Linked DNA regions of Xenopus tropicalis: region 1 is linked to region 2. The links are chromatin contacts, called in public Hi-C maps. All regions are on one chromosome and are shown on one strand. Each heading gives the region's core, a stretch centred on a gene start, on an enhancer-like site or on the middle of the called end of the contact. The rest is flanking DNA. Distances are from core to core; before and after follow the strand shown. Region 1 holds the start of cpeb2 (cytoplasmic polyadenylation element-binding protein 2). Region 2 has its middle 66 kb from the start of cpeb2.

Evidence for each region. Hi-C and Micro-C count contacts between places; a contact is called where the count stands out from the background.
Region 1: a Hi-C map of tailbud embryo shows a contact between it and region 2, with 1.8 times the contacts expected there. The contact joins the promoter of cpeb2 here to the enhancer-like site in region 2. A contact is called at or near these places in 2 of 5 Hi-C or Micro-C datasets (brain and tailbud embryo).

What each region holds. Positions count from the first base shown.
Region 1 is chr1:27,742,634-27,748,880 of UCB_Xtro_10.0, reverse strand. It overlaps cpeb2 (cytoplasmic polyadenylation element-binding protein 2), which reads right to left and starts at 4,303. Exons shown (of 10, transcript XM_004911232.4): 1 at 2,728-4,303. The coding sequence starts at 3,813.
Region 2 is chr1:27,675,999-27,682,133 of UCB_Xtro_10.0, reverse strand. No RefSeq gene overlaps it. Among named protein-coding and RNA genes, the nearest start is that of cpeb2, 66 kb to the left of the region's middle. Within about 2 kb of position 1,658, at least 1 of the 11 cell types and tissues checked has an H3K27ac peak or open chromatin away from gene starts, as enhancers often do.

The sequences.
Region 1 (6,247 bases), core at 3,054-5,553, 64 kb before region 2:
TTCTAAAGGGTCAGTGATCACCGCCCAGATCAGCAGATCAGAGTCCACGTTCCCAGCGTGTAAGATATGTCTCAGCAAAACCAGGCACATGAAAACAATCGGGGAATTAAGGGAATTATGTTCTGTTGTTTGATTTGTGAATCGGAATACTATTTCATCCCTCTGCTGACAATGGGCTATGACACGTCGCTCAGGACTGCAGGCCTCCCCGACATCAAAAGCACTCCATTCAGTGACAGAACAGAGACCCGACCAGAAACAATTTGCAATTAATATATATCATGGGTAAGGGGTAGATAGAGAGAGCAGACAGTTTGTTATAAACCCTAGATAACACTGCTATAGAAATGTATTGTTGTAAAAGAAAATACAAAGACAATAGCAGGACATTAGTGGGCAGGGGGGAAGGGAACACAAGCCCCTAATTTCTAATAACACAAAAAGACAATGTATAACAATCTGGCTACAATCTTAACCACATAAAACCAAGGCAATGTTGAATGCCCAAATAAACCTGACTGTAGCTAAAAAGTACAGGAAATGACGGACATTAAAATGGTGGTCCAATGGTGTACACGCCACTGTCCACTCTGCCTTGCATAAACATTAGGCCTCAGCAGGTATAAACTCTATAGCTTATGTGCACAGGGTGAATAGACACAAACTGGGGTACATATAGTTCTGCGCATATATATTGCATATAGTAATACGTCTGCTGTGTATAAGTTAGAAAGACACCAATGCCCACCCAATGTTGGTATAGATTGCATCCACCGGTGCTTCAGAAACATTGCATTCAATCTCCATTCCATGTATTTATTAATACCAGGCATAAGGCCCTGTAGATGATTATAGACTACTACTCTGAGCATGGCACCAACAGCAAAAAGGAATGTCAGCAGGGCAGCGAGCCATATTACAGTGTCAGCAATTATGAACATGGCAGCACATTCCAAAGGAGACTGGAGAAGGATGTTCAACCAACACCCATACAACTGCTTCACGATAGGCTGACACGATCATTTATTTAAGTGGGGACTCTAATTATTGTTCTTACAATGTATCGATATAGCGCCAACCTATTCCCCAGCACTTTATAGAGACTGAAATTCAGTTAAATCAGTCCCTGACCAAGGAAGCTTACAGTTTAAAGAGTGTTAAATGGACGCATTTTAATCATGGAAACGCTGCAGAATGAACCTTATAAGAAAGGCCTCCTATCTCATTGTGAGGAAATTTATAGGTCTAGATAGCAGCAATCATCTGTTCTTCTCCATAATAAAATAGATTCAGCTCTGCCCAACCTACATTATAATGGCCCAGACCATTAGTCTCAATGCAATATGACCCTGTATTAAACTGCACGGTTAATAAAGGCCTACCCACAAAGCAGTCTCGGAATGATCACCAGACAAAATCCCATTATGTCTTTCCATTGTCAGCCATGATCAATGCCTTCCTCGAAATACAGTCAAATTGAGCAAAGTCTAAATGCCACTGTAGGGTACATAATGCCCCTTATTGCATATAGAATAATAACAATGATAAATAGCAGCCAGTAAGGTATTACTTTCCTAAACAGAACCCAGACTAGAACACTGCCATGGATTTGTATATCTAGCACAAATAAATACTCACTGGGTTCCATATGGCAGTAAAGGTGCATCAACGAATGGTTAAAGCAGCTGAAACTGTCACGGCAACCACCTGGACAGTGAAAGCCCATTTTTTGCAAAAATGGAGACTGCCGCATAAGACAGTGGCACCTTGGATGGGAAGGCATTTAATGGACACAAGGAAAATGCTGCCTGCCCTAGCTGACATGCAACAAAATGTCCCCCAGGTGAATTTTCTACAAAATTACCTACAATGGTAAATGGCTTGCTCACCAGCAGGAACAGAAAAACAGCTGCTGAGGAACCTCTTGGGTGGGTATCTCTGTTCTGCCATGAAAAACAGCTCTTTGTATTGGGCAAATCCAAGAGGTTCTGCCGCAGCTGAAGTGCAACGAGCATACAAAGAGTATGCTTAAGAAAGTTAACTGCCAGCCTGGCAATAAAGGCACTTGCCTATGTATGTGAATTACATCAGCGGCAGAATGACAGGGACATTTGTGCCTTATAATAGGGGGCTATATGTGTAACATCTTGTCCTTCATGAGGTATATATGACAGCTGGCAATATTAGTTACAGTATGGCAGCAAAGTTCAGGTATATCAAAGAGAACCTGCCATTAACCAAGTGGCCATAATGGGGTATATCTCTCTGTATTATATGCCCTTGGTGTGGCCTGTCACTGACTGTGGCAATTGCCCATAGTGCCAGCCTGGCAGTTGGCTTTGCATGATACAGGCTGGCTGCTGGGACACTTGCCCATAGGGGGACATTCAGTGAGAAGCTGGCAGTAACATATGCTTTTAGCAAATGTGTCTAGTGAAGTACAGCAATGATTGTCAGCGACATCTGACCGACCTAATACAGCAATGGGTCTCTGTGACATCTGCCCCCAAGGTGGGCATATCAATGACTAGAAATGCCATCTGTCAATAGTAAAGAACAGCAATGGCTGCCAGTGACATTTGCCACCCCTTGGTGCAGCAAAACAATGCCTGCCAGTGACATCTGCCCCTTACAGTAGGTTATAGCACTAGTAGTCATTGCTGTGTCCCTAGCGGGGCATATGCCAGTGCCATGCCCATAGTGAGTACATCTGTAGCAGGGTGTTACCTGGTGGTGATTGTAGCTGTTCCTCTGCTGTAGGAAGGCTGCTGCCTGGTGGTGCTGGGGGTTCAGCTGGGGGCTTACTGGGGACCTCCGGCTTTGCTGCTGCTGCTGGGGGATGTTGATCTGAGCAGAGAATGGGCTGCTGAATCCGGGCACATTGATTCCTGGGCAGGGGTTGCCAGAGAAGCTCTGGAAGAAGGCCGGGTTGATGGAGGAGGGGATGCCAGGGTAGAAGCTGTCCGGGTCCGGGCTATGCAGGGCGTTGAGGTTCGGCCCGGCAGGGTGTGGTGTAGCCGGCTGCTGCTGCTGTGGCAGTGCGGGAGGCGGCGGGGGAGGCGATGAAGTCTGTACAGACCATGGGGTACCGAACCCCGGCAGGGCTGGGGGGGATCCCCCTGGGGTTTGCGTGCTGGGTAATTCTGGGGATCCGGGGTATGGGCCCCCCAGCAGGTTGGGGAGATGCCCCCCCTGTGCTTCCATCGGCAGCTTGCCTTTAGCCGGCAGGTGGTGGTGAGACAGAGCAGGGGGGGACGTTGCCGCATGAGCCTCCCCCAGAACCGCTTCCTCGGCCGAGCAAGAGCTGGAGGAGGACGAGGAAGAGGAGGAAGAGGAAGGAGAGCCTGGCAGATTCTTGTCCGGACAGTCCAGCTCCTCTGCTGCTGCTGCTGCCGCCGGCGATCCCTGGCGCTGGTAAGCTGAGGGCTGCTGATTCATCTCCCCGGGCTGCTTCTTCAGCTCCTCCCTAAACGCGTCCCCCTCCTGGGGGCTGAAGTCCTTCCTCTTGGCCGGTTCCTGTAGCAGCAGGGCAGGCGGGGAGGCTCGGCTTGGGCCGCTCTTGGCAGCAATACTGTGCTTACTCCCGGGGGCACAGCTCACCCCCAGCAGCAGCTCATCCTGCATCACCTGCTGGTACCCGGCCGAGAGGAACAGGGCGCTGCCCGAAGCGGCCGACAGGGACGGGAACTGAGCGCTGCCTCTGTACGCCCCTCCGCCAAACAGGCTGCCCCCGCCGCCACCGCTACCGCCACTGCCACCGCTACCGCTGGAGAGATTGGCCGCCTGCAGTAACCCGAAGCCGTAATCCCCCATCTATCGGCTGCGAGTGGCGCTGCCTGGGACACTGCGCTCTCCCTGTCACACTGCGCTCCCTGCCCGGCCGGGATTCACTGCTCCTGTAGTGCTGCTGTGCCTTACTCTAAGCCTTATATATTACATACAATTATAGCTCTCTCTCTCTCTGTATATATAATATAGATAGATATATATATATTACTATGTCATAGATTCTATATACAGCGCGGCTCTCTGCTCTGCCTACAAAATAATACAAATATAAAGAAAAATAAACCACATATACATATATTATATATATAAAACCCTAAGCTGCTCGTTGCCTTGTGTTCTGTTGCAGGTGAGGAGGTTGCAGTTGGGCTTACTTGTTACTAGTGAGGGGTGAAGCAGTTCTATATCTATAAATAAAGGAATATATATATATATATATATTATATAGCGTGTCTCTTGCTTAGTCCTTGGTGCCCTATGTCCTCTTCACCCCCCTCCTCTCCTCCTTATGCCGGCTGCTTGACTGCGGGGTGACATTAAAAACCCCGGAAGTGGATTCGTCACCTAAACGTCACAGCCCGGCCGTAGCCCCGCCTCCTTCCACTGCTGCTTTATGGAGAGCTCATTAATATTACAGAGCAGCAGCGCCCCTCCCCCTTAGCACAGGGACATCCTGGTCAGGCAAAGCTGCCATTATTAACCCTTAAGCGCTTGTGGATGCTTAAAACATATATTTTTTTCTGCTTTTAATATTCTGTTCTGGTTATTTGAAGAGAATCGATTTTATGGGCTCGTTTTGGTCACAGGACCGGGAATGGAAATTCAGGATTCGTCTAACTACATCTCTCAGCTCCCTGCATATGCTGCATATGAAAAGCCCCAGCCTGCAGAGCCATCAAATATCAAATAAAGGGAAACTTCACCCATAGTGAAAGAAATGACCCGTTCCAAACATGTTAATATTGCAATTTATGTATCCCTTCCTGCTCCTCTGTGTCTGACCTTTGAAACAATGTAGCAAGAAGCCAGTTCTCCGGAGCAGTTATTTAACTGGCATTTGCTACATTGTTTCAGGAGTCAGAACGATGACTTAGAGACTGTTTTTTAATGGTAATTGCAAAGAACTGCGAAATCATTGACAGTATGTAATGGGTGGATATTGGAAAAGTTGCTTTTAGTTCTCCTGAGGCAGTGATAGGGTTACACAGAGTGTACAGACGCCTGTTTTGCACGCACGTACACACTGCAGAGATATGACTGCTGCAAACCCAGTGCTGGGCATTGTACCCCCCCCAGCTACACTTGATATTCTGGCAAGAACACATGATGGGGTATAGCAGGCAAAGGTACACGTATAAATAATAAGGGTGCTGCTTGGTCACAGCTGGCAAAAAGAATCCCAAGGGCTTCTAATCTGCCCTGCGGATCCCTAAACTGCTTTTGAACTCCATCTCCCAGCATCCCCAGCTAATTGTAGTTCAGTTGTCCCTAAAGAAAGGACCCTGCAGAATATGCTGTATGAGTGAGTAAGGGGGGTGGGGTGCAGGCAACTATACATGATTTCCAGACAGTAACGTGTGGAGGGGGGTATTATTTTATTCATTTTTTTGTACAGATAACAGTAGTCAGAAGAGAGAATATTCATGATTTAGCCCAAAGCTGCCTGCAGCAGATGTCACCCCCACCATACAATTGTGCTATTGTAAGAGGAGTGCGACAGCAGTTCTTTATTTACACTGGGGCTGAGCTGTGAATGGGTGCAACGCCTTCGCCCAAACGCTATTGACAGCGCTGCTGTTGCTGTTTGTTAAAGGCCACTGAGCAAATGGTTTCATTCACTCGCCCTTACTTGTGCAAAAGGCTAGGCAGTGTCACAATAGCAGGTCACCTGCTCGGACGGGCAAGGTTAAACATTTAATATTACAAAGCCTCCTCCCCACACCTTGAGCTAGGGGCATACACACACACAGGGGCAAATATGAGGTGGGGGCAGCTGTATTCTTTATTCTGTGAGCAATGTGCCTGGGGTGTGAGCGATATCCTTGTTATTGTTATATCTCGCCCTATCTGCAGCGCTAGTTCCAGATGACATTGTGCGCTCGGCTATTATCACACTGCAGCAGTGGGTGCTTGGCACAGTGACGTGGGCGCAATTGCTGCAGAGTCGAAGCTGCTGCGCATGCGTACACCAAGCCGAGCTGTCAGGCTGCTGAAGCTGGAAGCCAATGACGTAACAATGCAGGGAGCAGGCGTGGCCAAAGGGACCGCCGTGGGAAAAAAAACCAAGGGAAAGTTGTCTGCCTGTAACCGTTTGCAGCCCGGTACGGCATTGTAGCGACTTTACTGGGTATCTATTAAACATTGAAGGCCACTTGTACCCTTTTCTGAAAATGTAAATACAGATGATAAATAAATATAGCATTTTAATGGCTGCCCGGGCTTCACATCTAGAAAACTTTTA
Region 2 (6,135 bases), core at 409-2,908:
ACAGAAAGCTCCGGCTTCTTAGATAAGGGCTTAGCCTGTAAGGACACAGGGGCAGATATATTCCTTTTATACTATTCAGTGTCTCTAGATGACCTTTTGATTTTTTGCAGACATGTTATACTGCTTAAAATGTCTCCTGTGTCTGGTTGGCCAATGTATAAAGTGGAGCTGCCTCTAAACAAGAATGGGGTTAATAAACATTTATTGCCGCATCACCTTCATTCTTTCTGCAAATCAGAATAAACAGATGTTTAACTACGCATAAACAATAAACCTGTATCTAGCGCAAAACAGGCTACAGAGTTGGGTAGGAAATGATCTTTATTTAACACTGATTGATACTGCTGGCTCTAGCCAATTGTTTAGAAACCATAGAGCAAACCCCAAAAGAAACAAATTATGACTCTGACAACCTTGTGTGTCCTAGGGCCCCCCAGAGGTCCCGACACCCTGAGCCCACTCTCACAGAAATTAGATATACACAGCACCAAATGGTCAAGGTTTTTTATATAGAATAATGGAAAAGGACCAAATCCTGCCAAGTAGCCTTCTGGGGGCAGGAGGATTTTGGGGAGAACAGGCTGTTGGGCAGAGCATAAGCCCTGTTGGCCATGAGTAATATGGCTATTACCCCATGTGCAAAATGAAGCGCTTGTTTGTAAATGAAGAAAGTGGGCTCCTCTGGCCTGTGCCATAGAATGGAACGCTGCCAATCAAATACAGTAAGTGTTCCACAAAAGCAATCTACATCTGATGGGGCATTATCTGTGCCCTGCTGCCCCTGTGGTCCTGGTATGGTTTGGGCAAATCATCAGGTGTGGGATTTGAACACATCATGTGGTTAGAATGGAAAACCATAGGACAATATTTGTTTTTAAAAATTAGAATGATGGAGGCTACTCCAGGCTAAGATATACTTGCCCTTTAAAGTAGTTTGATCAAATATCAAATAAACCAGGCTCAAATCCTTTAGTTTTTACATGTAAATGCCCATCATTAGCTAGGCATGCAGCTCAATGACACCATATTTGTCATATTTTGTTTTGTAGGCAAATAGCAGAAAGGGACTGGCCCATCTGATTGCAAAAATTCCGAGATGCTTAAACCAGTCATTAGTCTCTGTGAATCAGCTTGCAGGCACGTTGATAAACAGCTTAATGAATGAAAATCATAATAAAAGTCCTCCTGTCGGATAAGTTTTTATCAGCTGAGTGTTCTGCTGCTGCTGATATTTATTTTGCTGCCGGTGGAACTAGGTCTCCTTGTTCTCTATTTTCTTTCCAACCACATTTTGAGTCATCTTCTGCTCAGCTCTTGGCAGCCAGGCCACACATTCAATAACTGGTTACATGCCCCCTGTAGAGAACATGGTTTCAAATAATGTCAGGTTCTGTCAGAATATGAAAATGTATATTCATGCAGGGTAGAAGCTTGTGGCCCCCTGTTGTGTAGCTCTCTGCGGTGTGTAGTGCTCAGCTGGACATGCAACATCCCTGAGCTATTTGTCTGATACACAGTACGAGAAGATGGGACAAATTTTAGCAAGAACAATATACAGCAATAAAGAAACGCCATGGGCTGGCTTCTATGTTTCAGATCACAGAACACCAAGGAGACTTTATATCTTAAAGTAGGGGGAATGTTTGCTATTCATACCATAGATGTGTAGCAGGCACTCAACATTTATCGCAAACAGGCAAAGTAAAAGAATGGCAAGCTTTATTTTAAGCAAGCATAAGACTCATGTTCACCTTTGTCCACCAGGGCATGAGCCTGTGCCTAGGTTCTGTTGAGTGCCTGCTACACATCCATGTTATGATCCTACTCCTTGAGCTGTAGGTCTAGGCTATGTGCACCTGGACCCCACATGATATTTGGTGAGCTTATCCACCTACTTGTGGCTCTGCACAACATGTTTGTTGCATATGTGTGTTACTGCCATGTTGTTTTGCTTTGGCACTATTATACACAAGCACTCACCTACTTCCATTATTGGCCATAGCCCCACTGGTGTTGAAAGATTTGTAGATGCCCTTGTTCAATGTATATATATTGTAAGAGGAGAAGGTAGGTAAAGGAAAACTAAAATTAAAATCAGTGGGGTGTGTGTGGAAAATGTTAGGTACCCTGTAGTGATTATAATTGCTAATCTGATACCAGGCTGGTGGTCTTGATAGCAGAAACCTGCACTGGCCTGGGGTAATTCTGTAGAACTACCTTGACTGTGATATTTTATCTCTTCTATCTTCTTTTCTCCAACCCTGTGCAGGCACGTGGAGTAGAGTGAAACAGTCATCTTTTTGCACCTAGGTTTTACTCAACTGCTCATAAATATAAGCAACCACCTTCCATATGTCCTTCACTCTTAGGGAGGAACCTAACCCCTACAGAATGCCCAATCTACTGATTGTCTATCTTCAATCTCTGGCTTTCCTGCTCTGCTAAACTACAATTACCAGCATACAACAACTGCCAAATGAAAACCCCTGATCCATGCAGTTATTGTTCTGCAAACAAAATCTCAGAATCCTATTACATCCTCTGGGGCCCTGTACTTGCCTGATATATTATTCAAGCCAAAGTAAAATATTAGTTAGGTAGGTAAGGCTGTATTTGTACTCCCTTGATTGACACCAAATGCTTCCACAGACAGCGAACAGAATAGTCAATTTGTACCAATAAGCAAATTTCTTGGCTTAATTTTGTGAGTCTTTCCAAATGCTTCCCACTAGTGTGGGCCACTAGGCCAGACAGACTTTCCCACAACCCCTGTTATAGGCCTAGGGCGGCTTTGCTAACTGCAATATGTGCTGGTATATAGTTATGCTATGCTTCACCAATTAAGTGGTTATTTCTGACTCTATGTCAAGCCCCCTGGCAAGATCTAGCCCAAAATTGCTCCTGTACAGTGTACAGAGCTGATACATACCCCCAAAACCATATGTTTCCCCTCAAGAGACCCTCTGTGCAGTGCTGTATTTCTGTCCTGTGCCGCCGTAGACATTGGACCTTTGACTTGTTACCATCCACACCACTTTGTATTTTGTGTATTTGCCAATTTGGAAAATAAGGGGTATCACCACCACAGCTCTGCTTCCATATTATGCTGCAAGTTTCTGGTGGGCGGTGGGTAATTTAAATTAAATTTATATATATATATATAGTTTAGGGATGCACCAAACACGGCAAAACCCCCCCCCCCCCCCCCACGGCAAAAAAGGCCAAATCCTGGCCGAAAACTGAACCGAATCCTGGATTCGGTGCATCCCTAATATAGTTACACAATGGCCCACTTCCCCCAAATCTGCCACTCTAGACATGAGCCCATACTGTAGGTACCCACTGTATGTATTAATAAAGACTTGCCTTTCTGTCCTACCCTGAAACTAACCCTGCCTAGGACAGATGGCAGTTGGCTGAGTTAGGCAAAGGGTGATTGGCACTGGTACACTAGCTTTCAGAACTGTCAGCATCGCAGCACAGTGGAATACCCAGTTATCTCTTCACAGAATATCAGCAAAACTAAAACCAATAATAATATATATATACTGTTTTTATAATGGAACCAAGGACTATTAAGTACACCCATGCTCTTTGACCTCATTCACAGCGGCATTTATTATATCTTCTAAATATAGAATCCGTGGAATTAATTGTGTAGGGACAGAAACATGTAGCACATCATTTGTACTTGTGAACCTCAGGGTGAGTAATGTAACAGTCGGGATTTCTCATTATTCCCTGCCTTGTGTTTCCTGGTGCAGCGTAATCTGTTTGTCGTGTGGTTTAAGAGGGCCATTGTCTTCTAATGGCAGGGATGGGTGCCAAGCACATTCCTTAGCTCACTGTCAGTAAATGCCTTGTTTTGAATTGTTTGCATACCATGATGTGAATGTCACAGACTTCACAATTCCAAATTAGCCTCTTAAATTAATTTCAGGATTATTATTAAGTAAAATGGGAGGGTGGAGCTGGGTGTCAGCGCTGAAATATCCTGCTCGGCTAAGGCCATTACTTATTGTGCCACCACACACAGACTTGCTTTTCAGCTTCCCCCGGGGGGACCGACCACTGGTCTACAGTAGCTATGGATATACAGTTTCCATAATGGCAGTTTGTTTCCTAGACCATGTTCCCTATAAAGGCAGCTATCAATGAATTGGCCTGCAGGTCTAATGGCTGGATTCTGGCTATTTTGATCATCTACTTGGTCATACTACTAACTAATGGTCTCTTCTCTGAACAGAGAGAGGGGCAAACCTATTACTGGCAGTATATTATACATCATTCAAGAAAAGGGAGATTAGAACCCCTTATTTATTATATGGTCAGGGCATTTACTAAATCTGGAAAATTAGCCAGCTATCAAGGATTTACTTTCAGAAATATATTGCTAATTGCTGTCGGCTACTGCACTATTGCAAAACTGTCCAGTGCTCATAAATATACCTCAGTAGTGACTTTTAGTATGGTAATGGGGTTCTTTACTTAAACCCTGCTTAAAACATGATGTGGATAGACTCACCAGGGCAATTTAACCAGCCCGTTTTGACCCTTCTAGTATCTGTTTGTTCCTGTGAGTAGTGAATAGGTAGATTGTTGCATCCTGTTGAGGTGCCTTTTTGCTAGTTGGTCGTTGGTTTAAGCTCTCTTTGGAAACACAGCCATCACTAGCACTCCCTATTTAGTCTATCATGGGCCTACTAACGTCAATAGGACTTCTGGAGAGCTTACATGCTTACAGAAGTCTATAGTTGTGAATACCCTGAAAATGGAGCTATTGAGGCCTAACTAGAAGTGAGATCTCCCCCATGCTGTTAATGTTGACCTCCCAATCCCAAAGAGAAAGAAAAAATAGTTATATATACTTGTTACCTCTTGCATATGCCAATGCTCTTCCAGAGCAGAAGATCCCATTTCATCTAAACTCTACTTGAGGTCAGCGCTAGGTTGGAATCCCAGAACAATTATGCACAGCCTTTTGAATATGGACTTGCAAGATAACCTAGTAAAGGGTTCCAGAGTGTGAAGTGTGGATGGCTAAAGGTTACTAAAATTTGGTGATGCACTAAGGCCATTATACTGGCAAATAATGTAATGCTATGCACTGAAGGAGACTCCAGAAATTTAGCATTACCAGATGAGGACTATTCAATATGTGTCCCCAAAGCAGGTGCTTATTTTTAAATTCCTGGCTTGGAGGCAAGTTGTACTGATAAACAGAGCCTCCTGTAGGCTGCCAGTCAACATAGGGGCTGCCAAATAGCCAATAACAGCCCTTATTTGGCACCTTCAGAAACTTTTTATGCTTATGTTGCTCCCCAATACTTTTTACATTTGAATGTAGCTCACATGTAAAAAAAAGTTTGGGGACCCCTGCAATAGAGTATCCACCAATATGCCCATGGAACAAATGGATGGATACCAAATTAGGGTCCACACATGGAATGGGCACCTCTCTATTGTTTCATTAGTCTGGTCCAAGAGCCCTAACAACTAAGTTGTGGCATAAATACCATGCAACAAGGTGCTGATGTACAATTCTAGTTTGACCTTACTTACTTTTTTCCTTAAGCTTGAATAAGCTTGATATGAAGAAGGGTGACTTCCAAGAAGTAGTAAGGTTGACAGGTCTGGGTTGTGCCACATCTAGAATAACCTTGACCAGAAACATACCTCCTATCAAGATCTACAGAACATACCTAAAGACATCCATAATACAATCTGGTTACATATATATATATATATATATATATATATATATGTATATACTGTATATACAAATGTTTGTTTGTTCTCTAAATATTAGAGGGAGGGTCTTCTTCTTCTGAGATATTTCTCCCCACAGTTTTGGTGTATGCCTGCACCGACAGATTGGTAGGGTGTGCACAGTCAGCACTGGCATCCATCTGTTGACATTCCTCTGCTACTGATGTCATCAATATATTGTCTCTTACCATAAGCACCTAATTACTCAGTAATTATTTATATGTATAAATATTATTATCTATTATTAAGAAATAAGTATGTGGAACACAAACATGAGCCAGAGCTCCCTTGCATTGCACATCAGCATAAGAAAAGCACTTGATACATGGCCTAAACCAACAACTATATAAAAGTATTCTTTATCTT